Linked DNA regions of Delphinus delphis: region 1 is linked to region 2. A link is a contact called in public Hi-C data. All regions are on one chromosome and are shown on one strand. Each heading gives the region's core, a stretch centred on a gene start, on an enhancer-like site or on the middle of the called end of the contact. The rest is flanking DNA. Distances are from core to core; before and after follow the strand shown. Region 1 holds the start of POLD2 (DNA polymerase delta 2, accessory subunit). Region 2 holds the start of DDX56 (DEAD-box helicase 56).

Evidence for each region. Hi-C and Micro-C count contacts between places; a contact is called where the count stands out from the background.
Region 1: a Hi-C map of lung shows a contact between it and region 2, with 4 times the contacts expected there. The contact joins the promoter of POLD2 here to the promoter of DDX56 in region 2. A contact is called at or near these places in 2 of 3 Hi-C or Micro-C datasets (lung and muscle).

Annotation. Positions count from the first base shown.
Region 1 is chr9:11,214,073-11,219,030 of mDelDel1.2, forward strand. POLD2 (DNA polymerase delta 2, accessory subunit) reads left to right here and starts at 2,665. Exons shown (of 11, transcript XM_060019831.1): 1 at 2,665-2,715; 2 at 4,012-4,285. The coding sequence starts at 4,066.
Region 2 is chr9:10,865,595-10,870,266 of mDelDel1.2, forward strand. It overlaps DDX56 (DEAD-box helicase 56), which reads left to right and starts at 1,739. Exons shown (of 14, transcript XM_060019829.1): 1 at 1,739-1,810; 2 at 1,900-2,061; 3 at 2,634-2,794; 4 at 2,940-3,110; 5 at 3,223-3,313; 6 at 3,899-4,143; 7 at 4,408-4,527. The coding sequence starts at 1,751.

The DNA.
Region 1 (4,958 bases), core at 1,415-3,914, 350 kb after region 2:
TTGTTTTCAATGGAAACTAGTACTTATTTGAGGGACCCAATCCCAAAGACACCACTTCAGCCTTTTGGGACCCCTCTGCTCTTTTATATACCTACATACTTCATTTAAGAACATGTTTGGGGCTTCCCTGGTGGTGCAGTGGTTGAGAATCTGCCTGCCAATGCAGGGGACACGGGTTCGAGCCCTGGTCTGGGAAGATCCCACATGCCACGGAGCAACTGGGCCCGTGAGCCACAGCTGCTGAGCCTGTGCGTCTGGAGCCTGTGCTCCGCAACAAGAGAGGCCGCGATAGTGAGAGGCCCGCGCACCGCGATGAAGAGTGGCCCCCGCTAGCCGCAACTAGAGAAAGCCCTCGTACAGAAATGAAGACCCAACACAGCCAAAAATAAATAAATAACTTTATAAAAATAAAAAAAAAAGAACATGTTTGGGCGACTTCCCTGGTGGTCCAGTGGTCAGGACTCTGTGCTTCCAATGCAGGGGGTGTGGGTTTGATCCCTGATTGGGGAATTAGGATCCCGCATGCCACACAGTGCTGCCAAAGAACAAACAAACAAACAAACAAAACATGTTTCATTTCATGTTCAGAAAATCCAAAGTGGGGAAAACAAATTAGGGGTTCCTTTTCTAAAATAAAATAAGAAGTTAGCAATTGCTGGTCCTGGTTCAGTAGCTAAGTGGTATCCGGGCTGGCACCTTTGCCGGACACTACCAGGCACTGTATTCACTACAGAAAGAACGGAGAAAGGCAGTAGTAGGCTGTGCCCCTCCTTCTTATCACAAAACCAGATTTCTCAGAAACCCAACCTTCTACCACCCGCCCCCATCCCTGCCAGACTTCCCCTACATCTCTGCCAGATCTGATCTCATCATCACCCTTGGCTGCCAGGGAGGCTGGGAAAATCAACACTTAAGCCTTTCCATCCTTGCAGACAGCCAGGGCAAGAGAGTTAGGGAAGGATGTTCCGCCCATGGAAGCACACCCACTTGTCCGCAGCCCCCCCTTTCCCAGCCACCATCATTCCTACTATGACTGTTGCCTCCGGGTCTGTGCTACACCCCCACACCTGCCCCAACTGTGTGCCTGACATAGGCCTGCCAGTAGCCGACCTCAGTGGAGAGGCTGCCCAGCTTCATGTCTGAGCAGAAGTATCAATTCCAGCCCCCGGCTCCCTGGCTGTGTGACCCTGTGCAACTATGAATCTTTCTGTAAAACGGAGATCATAGCACCTGCCTCACAGGGCTATGGTAAGACTCAATAAGATAAATGCTCTTGAGACATTTAGCACATTACATGCCCCGCCCCACCCCCACCCCCGAAAAGTGCTCATCTATTCATTCAACAAATACAGGCTGAACTGGGAGTTTCCATGAGTCAGGCACTGTGGTAAGTGAACTAGACTAGCTTTCCGCACATCCTCTGAGGGCAGACTTATCCAATCCAGTCTAATTGGATGTTTGACAAATGTCTGAACGGCAGGGACAAAAGTGAAGTAATGGGTAATTAGATGGGCAGTCCAGCTGACCTGCATATGCAGAGAGCCAGCACACATACAATGGCAGGGCTGAGTCACACTGCCTCAGAGTGAATCCTAGTTGTTACTCACTAGCCGTGTGACCTCTCAGTGCCTCAGTTTCCTCCTCTTCAAAGGGTTATTGGAGGATTAGCTGAATTTGTATGTGTCAAGAATTTAGAACAGTGTCAGGTCCATAGCAAGGGCTTTTATGTGTTATCCATAACTATTATCTACTTTGTTGCGGAGACAAGACTGGGACTTGAGAAACAGATGCAGAGTGAACCAGCAGAACAGCATGTGCTAAAGAGACTGAATCCCGGCGCTGGTGGCAGTGGAGAGGAAGCGTCATGGGGAAGGGCCACTGGGGCTCGCTTAGGAATTCCAAGCGATGTGGATTGGTGGAGATGTGGAAAAGAGCCCGCACGAAGTGCGGGACGGCACGAGAATTCCTTGGTGGGTAGGAGGAGTGTGGATGACGAGAGGCGGTGAGGACAACAGAGACCAGGAAGTGTTGGGTGGAGGCTGGCAGGGCTGTTGGCCCCGTGCGGAAGGCCTCAGCCAGCCAGTCCGCTTCCCTGACCCTAACTCTAAGTCCTCCCCCACTGTTCTGGAACCCAGTGCCCGGCCCTGTCCTCGGACTTGCGGCAGAGTAATCGCTCCCCTTAGGCGGTGCAACAATCGTCCTCAGCCCTCCCACCGTCCACCGCAGAAGCGGGGACCCAGCGGTGTCCTGGGGTGGCGCAAGGGGCGCCAACTCTAGGGAAGGCGCAGTGACCTCAGGGTCAGGCCTCCGGGAAGGGCCGGGTCGGGGCGTCACGGCGCACACGAGTGCACACCGGTCCCTAAGCTGCAACCCCGCCCCGCGTTTCCCTTGGAATCGGGGGCGTGATCCCGCGCACGCGCAGAGCTCAGGGGCGGGGCGCGCGTCAATGGACGGGGCGGGCGCGGCTGTGGGCGAGCCCTGGGTGGGGGGGGGGTGATTAGCATGGTGGAGCGCGCTGTCATTGGCGGGATGCAGCATGGGCGGGGCGAGGCTCGCGGAGTGGCGGGAGGAGGTGCGCGGCGGCGGGCGGTCCCCGCGATGATGAGCATGGTGGAGCACGCGGTGATTGGCGAGATGCCTCTGTGGGCGGGGCAAGGCGCGCGGATTGGCGGGAGATGGCGCGCGGCTGTGGGCGGGGCCGCGGCGTGCGGCGAGGTGAGTGGGGTCTCGCTTCCCCAGGCCGCGTGGATGCTTGGGGGGGCTGGCTCTTTGGGGGGGCTGGCTCTTTGGGTGTCCTCGCGTGGGGGCGAGTTAACAGGCATCTCGCGAGGGAGGTCTGAGCAGGCTCTGTGCTGTACTCCCCCAGACGGCCCCAGGTTGCGGGCCGGGGCCGTGGCCTGGGGATTCAGGCCGCGAGACTCCTTCGAGACTGCGGCCAGAGCGCTGCCGCCGCTCTACACTTTGGGGTAGATAGTTGATTCAGATACCGTCCCAGCCCAGAGCTGTTCTGTAGGGCAGAATTCAAGCCACCTAATAGCTGTGCTAAAAAGGCGGGAGGAAGAAATCGGTTTTAGTGCCACGTCTTTTTTAACCCATTCCATGCAAACTATTATCATCCCTGTACGCATGTAAAGAAATGACTGAGCTGCTCCACGCACTGATCTTGGAACCTGCTGTGGATCTGACGCCTACAGTACGTCTCAGTGGGGCTCCGGGCTGCTTCTGGAAAGTGGGCTCAGGTGCTGATGCCTCTGCTCTCCTGGAGCTTTTATTCTAGTCAGAGGAGGCAGACAATAAACTTAAAATGTATTGTCTGTTGGAAGATAAATGCCATGGAAAACAATAAACATTGGAGGAGCAGAAGTGCCAGGGGAGGGTTGCAGGTGGAGAAGGTGAGGTTTGAGCAGACCTGAGGGACCTGAGGGAGAAGAGCAGGCCTCCTGGTGGGGGGACAGGAGGGCAGGACCAGTGGGGCAGATCTCATAGGCCACTGTAGGGACTTGGGGTTTTATTCCGTGAAATGGGGAACCTTTGGAGGGTTCCGAGCAGAGAAGTGACTGATTTATGTTTTGTTTTATTTATATTTTTAATCATAGGCTAATTATTTTATGGTAGGCTTGTGTAATAATAAGGCTGGCCTCATGCCTTGAGATGGGGCAGGTGCCAGGGAGCTGGATGGAGGCAGATGAGAAATTCCATTTGGGACATGGAATTTGAGACCTTGATCATTGTCTAGGTTGAGGTGTGGAGCAGGCAGTGGACACTTGAGATGGGTTTGGAGAGCGCCAGTGGGAGAAGCATTTCCTAGCTTTCCTCATCTCCCTTTTTGCAGGTTACAGGGGACACTGGTATCCAACCTAGTCGAGTTCCAGGTGCTGTTCTGGCCGGAGTCTGGTGTGCACTACAAGTCTCCCCCACCCTCAGGGCCCTGTGGGTGCGGCGGAGCCACACTAGGGACGCGGCTGCCGCGGAGGTTGCAGGGATTGCAGGACTGCGTTTGTGTCCTTTCAGGGACCGCCTCCTCCCTGTCCCGGTCACAGCGGTCTGGACACGTCAAGCACGGACATGTTTTCTGAGCAGGCTGCCCAGAGGGCCCACACTCTGCTGTCCCCACCATCAGCCAGCAACGCTACCTTTGCCCGGGTGCCCGTGGTGAATTACACCAACTCCTCGCAGCCCTTCCGGCTGGGGGAGCGCAACTTTAGCCGGCAGTATGCCCACATTTATGCCACCCGCCTCATCCAGATGAGGCCCTTCCTGGTGAGCCGGGCCCAGCAGCGCTGGGGTAAGTAATGAGTTTGGGGAAGTGCTTCTGGGTTTGTTGGGCACGGATCTCCAGACCCTTGGGGTCGTCTGTCTTTCCTAATCAAGTGGCCTGGGCAGTGCAGGCCTTTTTCTTTTTTTTCCCCATTTCTTCCTTGGTGATCTTTCCTGCTTTTAAGTTATTCTTGATGAAGTAGGACCCCCACGACCTTCAACTTTTGGGTGATGCCCCATCACCTCATTGTTACTATTTATAAGAGTGGCTTTCTGGGACTTCCCTGGTGGTCCAGTGGTTCAGACTCCTCGCTTCCAATGCAGGGGTCATGGGTTCGATCCCTGGTTGGGGAACTGCTATCCCACATGCCTCGTGGTGCAGCCAAAAAAAAAAAAAAAAATTACGAAAAAAAAAGGGTAGCTTTCCACGTAGTTTTCATTTCATGTGTTATGTCTTTAAACTGAAATTTTGTGGGTGAGACCGTGTCTTATTCATTTTTATTGCGCCCCCCACCCCCACCCCGCCGCCCAGCACCAGGCTTGCTGGGTTTCAGCCCAGGTTGCACATTGGAACCACTGGGAAAGCTTTGGCGAGCACTGGCTCCCAGGCCTGTCCCATCCCACCAGGTCAGCTGGATTGACTCCGGTTTTATTATACGCAGCCAGGAGAACACTTGACCCGATCTCCTAGCTACATCCTC
Region 2 (4,672 bases), core at 489-2,988:
GCCATTCTACTCATCCCATCATCCCTGGCCCAGTCCCCAGCTCTCACTCGGACTGGTAGTTCCCATCTCCATCTTTTGGTTCCAGCCCCACTTTACCTGTGGTGCATGAATTGCTCTCAGTTCTCACCCTAACAACAGCCAGAGCCTAACCTCTGGCTCTCATGCTGGGCCCACGTCAGAGGAGATTTATAGGGTCATGTGAGAAACTCGTCAATATAGATTCCTGGGCAACACTCAGGTCCAGCTGTTTAAGTAGGTTTATGTTTGGGGTGGTGTGGTAGGCAGAATAATAGCCTCCCAAAGATGTCCAGTTAGATGTACTAATTCCTGAAACCTGTGACTATGTTACCAAACATGGCAAAGAGGAATTAAGGTTGCTATCATCTGCCTCTAAAATACGGCGATTATCCTGGATTATTGGGGTGGGCCCAATATCATAACAAAGTTTCTTTAAAAATGGAAGAGGGAGGCAAAAGAAAGTTGCAGTGATGTGAGGTGAGGATCCAACCCTCCATTAACAGCTTTGAAGATGAAGGGGGCCACAAGCCAAGGTGGGAGAGGCAAAAAAGGGATGATTCCTCTCGAGCCTCCAGAAGGGAATGCAGCCCTGCCAACATTGTAATTTCAGCCTAGTGAGGCCTCCTCAGACTGCTGACCTACAGAACCGTAAGATAATAAGTTTGTGTTAAGCCACTAAGTTTATGGTAATTTGTTACAGCAGCAATAGGAAACTAATACAGGTGGGGACTAAGAAAACTTTTTGTTTTTGGCCGCGCTGCACCACTTGTGGGATCTCAGTTCCCCCAAACAGGAATTGAACCTGGGCCACCGCGTGAAAACCCGGAATCCTAACCACTAGGCCACCAGGGAACTCCCAAGAATTCTTATTTTTAACCAAGCTGTGCAGGCAACATGGGCTGCTAGGTTTGGGAACCCCAGAGCAACCTACCTTTTTGTTTCTTATGCCACTCATTCTTCCAGCCTTCATCCTTGTACAATCCAATTGCTATGGCCTGTCCTTTGGATTGCCTGTGGCCCTGAACCTTAGCCCAGCCTCGGTGACCTCTGTTATATGCTGGTACACCCAGCGTCGCTTTCTACTCTCAAAGCCATTGCCCCGTTACAGATTCCCACGGTTCCCACCACTGCTACAGGCAAACAGCCCTGGAACACATATGCTGGTGCACTTTTCCTGAGTACAGCAGGTGGCAGAGCAATTAGTGCTTACAGATAAACCTGACAGAGATCTCCCAGATGCATAATGGTAGGAAAGGGCGCAGGACTCACCAGTGTTTCCCGAACGTGGTAAGCTACCACCCGCAGCATGCCTGTTCTTAGGTAGTACACAGACGAACACTCTAAACATTTATGTATTTGTCAATATAACTAATGCTGGCATTACTGCTAGGGCGAGCCTGCCCCTGCAGCTGGTAACCTTAACCTAGCACGCCACTTGGAGGGCGTGTCAGGGAACCGGCGAGGACCCGAGGGGAGGGTCCCCGCCCGGGAGGGTCCCCGCCCCTCGCCGCCCCTCGCCGCCCCTCGCCGCCCCTCGCCGCCCCTCGCCGCCCCTCCCCGAGACCCCCGGCCGCACAAGCCACCGCAGCCGCAGCACTCCGCGTAACACCGGAAGCCCACTTCCGGGACGTGCTGACTCCTTTGAAGCTGATTGGTTGCTGCTCTGACAAGCCCACGCGTCATCGCGTGCTCTTCCTGTCGCGCGTGCGCGCTGTCACTACAGAGCAGCAGCATGGAGGATCCCGAAACGCTGGGCTTTGAACACATGGGCCTGGACCACCGGCTCTTACAGGTACCGGGGAGGGCTGAGGAGCCGGGCTGACGTGGAGAGGGGCGGCGGCAGGGCAGCGCGCCGCCTGAGCCGTCCCTTGTCTCCTCTAGGCCGTCACCGACCTGGGCTGGTCGCGACCCACGCTGATCCAGGAAAAGGCCATCCCACTGGCCCTGGAGGGGAAGGACCTCCTGGCTCGGGCCCGCACGGGTTCAGGGAAGACCGCCGCTTATGCCATTCCGATGCTGCAGCATCTGCTCCACAAGAAGGCGGTGAGTCGGGGGAGGGGCCGGGAAAGGGAGCAGCAGGCGTCTGAGTTGCGTTGTGCCCTCTTGGAAAGCTGTGCCCGCCCCCCGCACGCACCCAAGTCTTTCCCAAGAACCGGGTTTTCTTTTGACCTCTTACCCGTGAAGCGTGGCCTGAGAGAACCTGGTGGTTTTGGGGTAAAACGCTCTGGCCTGGGATTCAGGTTACTTGGGTTCTAAGTCCGGGCCCTGCGACCACCGTTCTTTGTGTAATCTTGAGTAAATCGCTTTCTCTTGTTTATACTATAAAAAGTAGGCACATTTTCTCCTCCAGAAAAGCCAATGTCGTAATTAGTACATTTTAAGTCACTTTGTAACCATGAAGTAAGTTATCCTATTTGAGGTCAGTGCCTGGGAAAAGTCTTCTATCTACATTCAGAGGTGGGTAAAGTAAGTGAAGGGATGACCAGACCACAACTGGATTGTTGTGAGGAAGCCACAGCAGTTGGGTCAGATTGTCTGGAAGAGGTAGAGAGAAGCATGCGGTGGCTGTGATGACATGAACCGACCGGCTGAAGTCTTTAATTCGTCTCTTGCAGACAGGCCCCGCGGTAGAGCAGGCTGTGAGAGCCCTTGTCCTTGTGCCGACCAAGGAACTGGCACGGCAGGCCCAGTCCATGATTCAACAGCTGGCTGCCTACTGTGCTCGAGACATCCGGGTGGCCAATGTCTCAGCTGCTGAAGACTCAGCCTCTCAGAGGTGGGTGAAAGCAACAGGGCTGTAGGGGAATGAGTTTGCACTGGGATGTGGGTTTGGGTTTGTGTGCAGCAAGAAAGAGGGCTAATCCAGGGTGAGATCCCAGCTGCTACCCTCTCCCCAATACTGAGGTGTTGCCCACCTGCAGAGCTGTACTGATGGAGAAGCCTGATGTAGTGGTGGGGACCCCATCCCGCATATTAAACCACTTGCAACAAGACAACTTGAAACTGCAAGACTCCCTGGAGCTGCTGGTGGTCGATGAAGCTGATCTTCTTTTCTCCTTTGGCTTTGAGGAGGAACTCAAGAGTCTTCTCTGGTAAGGAAAAGGGGTTGTGAATAGACACTAGGACCTAGAGCGAGGGGGCAGTTCATCTGCCACAGTTAGAGGCTTTGGAGCTGGCGTCTGATGGGGCTCTGTTTCATTTTAGTCACTTGCCCCGGATTTACCAGGCTTTTCTGATGTCGGCTACTTTTAATGAGGACGTACAAGCACTCAAGGAGCTGGTACTGCATAACCCGGTAAGGGCCCTTTGGAAGCATCTAGAGGCGTTGACATGAAACTCAAAAGGACTTGCTTCTCCCTTCTCAAAGGAACCCTTTGTTATTTGGGGTGGGAAATTATTGGTTTAGCATTCCTGGTTCTGATGTGCTAGAAGCCGGTAGTTGTAACCATCCCCCTGTCCCCCAACCTAAAATCACTATGTAGCTCCAGATGTCCGCTAGGAGCTTCAAACCATGCTTTGCCTAAAGCCTGAGAAGGGACCCCCAAGGGGCACAAAGGCTACTTTGAGCAGCAGGGCTAAAGTTCTCACCTTATGTGAACTTTACTCTTCAGGAAGGTTGCTGCTATAGGGGTTCTCTCCTCACTACAGTCATTTATAGCATGTTTCTCTTTGTTCTGTGCCCCAAATGTTTGTAGTTTTGTAGTTTGATGTTCTCTGTACACTACAACGGTTAGCATGCTTTGAATTCTTACATTACACAGTTGGAGGGGACCCACGGTGCCCTGCACTAACACCTTTGTGCTGTGGTTGGTGAGCCAGTGGCTTGCAGTAGCATTTCTGTCTTCTTTTCTTTCCTGACCACAGGCCTGTCCTCCCCTAGGTTACCCTCAAGTTACAGGAGTCCCAGCTGCCAGGGCCAGACCAGTTACAGCAATTTCAGGTGGTCTGTGAGACTGAGGAAGACAAATTTCTGTTGCTGTATGCCCTGCTCAAACTGTCATTGATTCGGGGAAAGTCTCTGCTCTTCGTTAACACAATGGAGCGGAGTTACCGGCTGCGCCTGTTCCTGGAGCAGTTCAGCATCCCCGCCTGTGTGCTCAATGGAGAGCTCCCGCTGCGCTCCAGGTGTGCCATCTCCCATGTTTTGGTTGAAGATCGTGCCCAGGCTCTGGGCTTGACTGATCCTCGCTGACTTTATCTGTCACAACTCTGCGGTACCTACTGTAATTCCATCTTCATTTGAGGAGGTTGAGGCACAAAGATTAAGTCGGGGAAGAGTTGAAGAAGAGGGAAGAGTCAGGAAGGGTGACCGTTATGACCAAGCAGGGGGCAGGAGAGGGACCTCCAGCCTGCTCTTGGGGCTCACTTCCGTCTGCTCTCGGGCCACAGGTGCCACATCATCTCACAGTTCAACCAAGGCTTCTATGACTGCGTCATAGCAACAGATGCTGAAGTTTTGGGGCCTCCAGTCAAGGGCAAGCATCGGGGCAAAGGACCCAAGCGGAACAGGTGAGTCCATGCTTCTCTTCTCCCAGCCCTCCCCAGGGAGACCCGCTTTTCAGCCTTTGGGGGCAGGGAGCGAAGGGCCAACACACGTGCTGCATGGGCAGCATGAAGGGCCAGACTGCCTGGTTTGTTGGCACGTCATCATCCT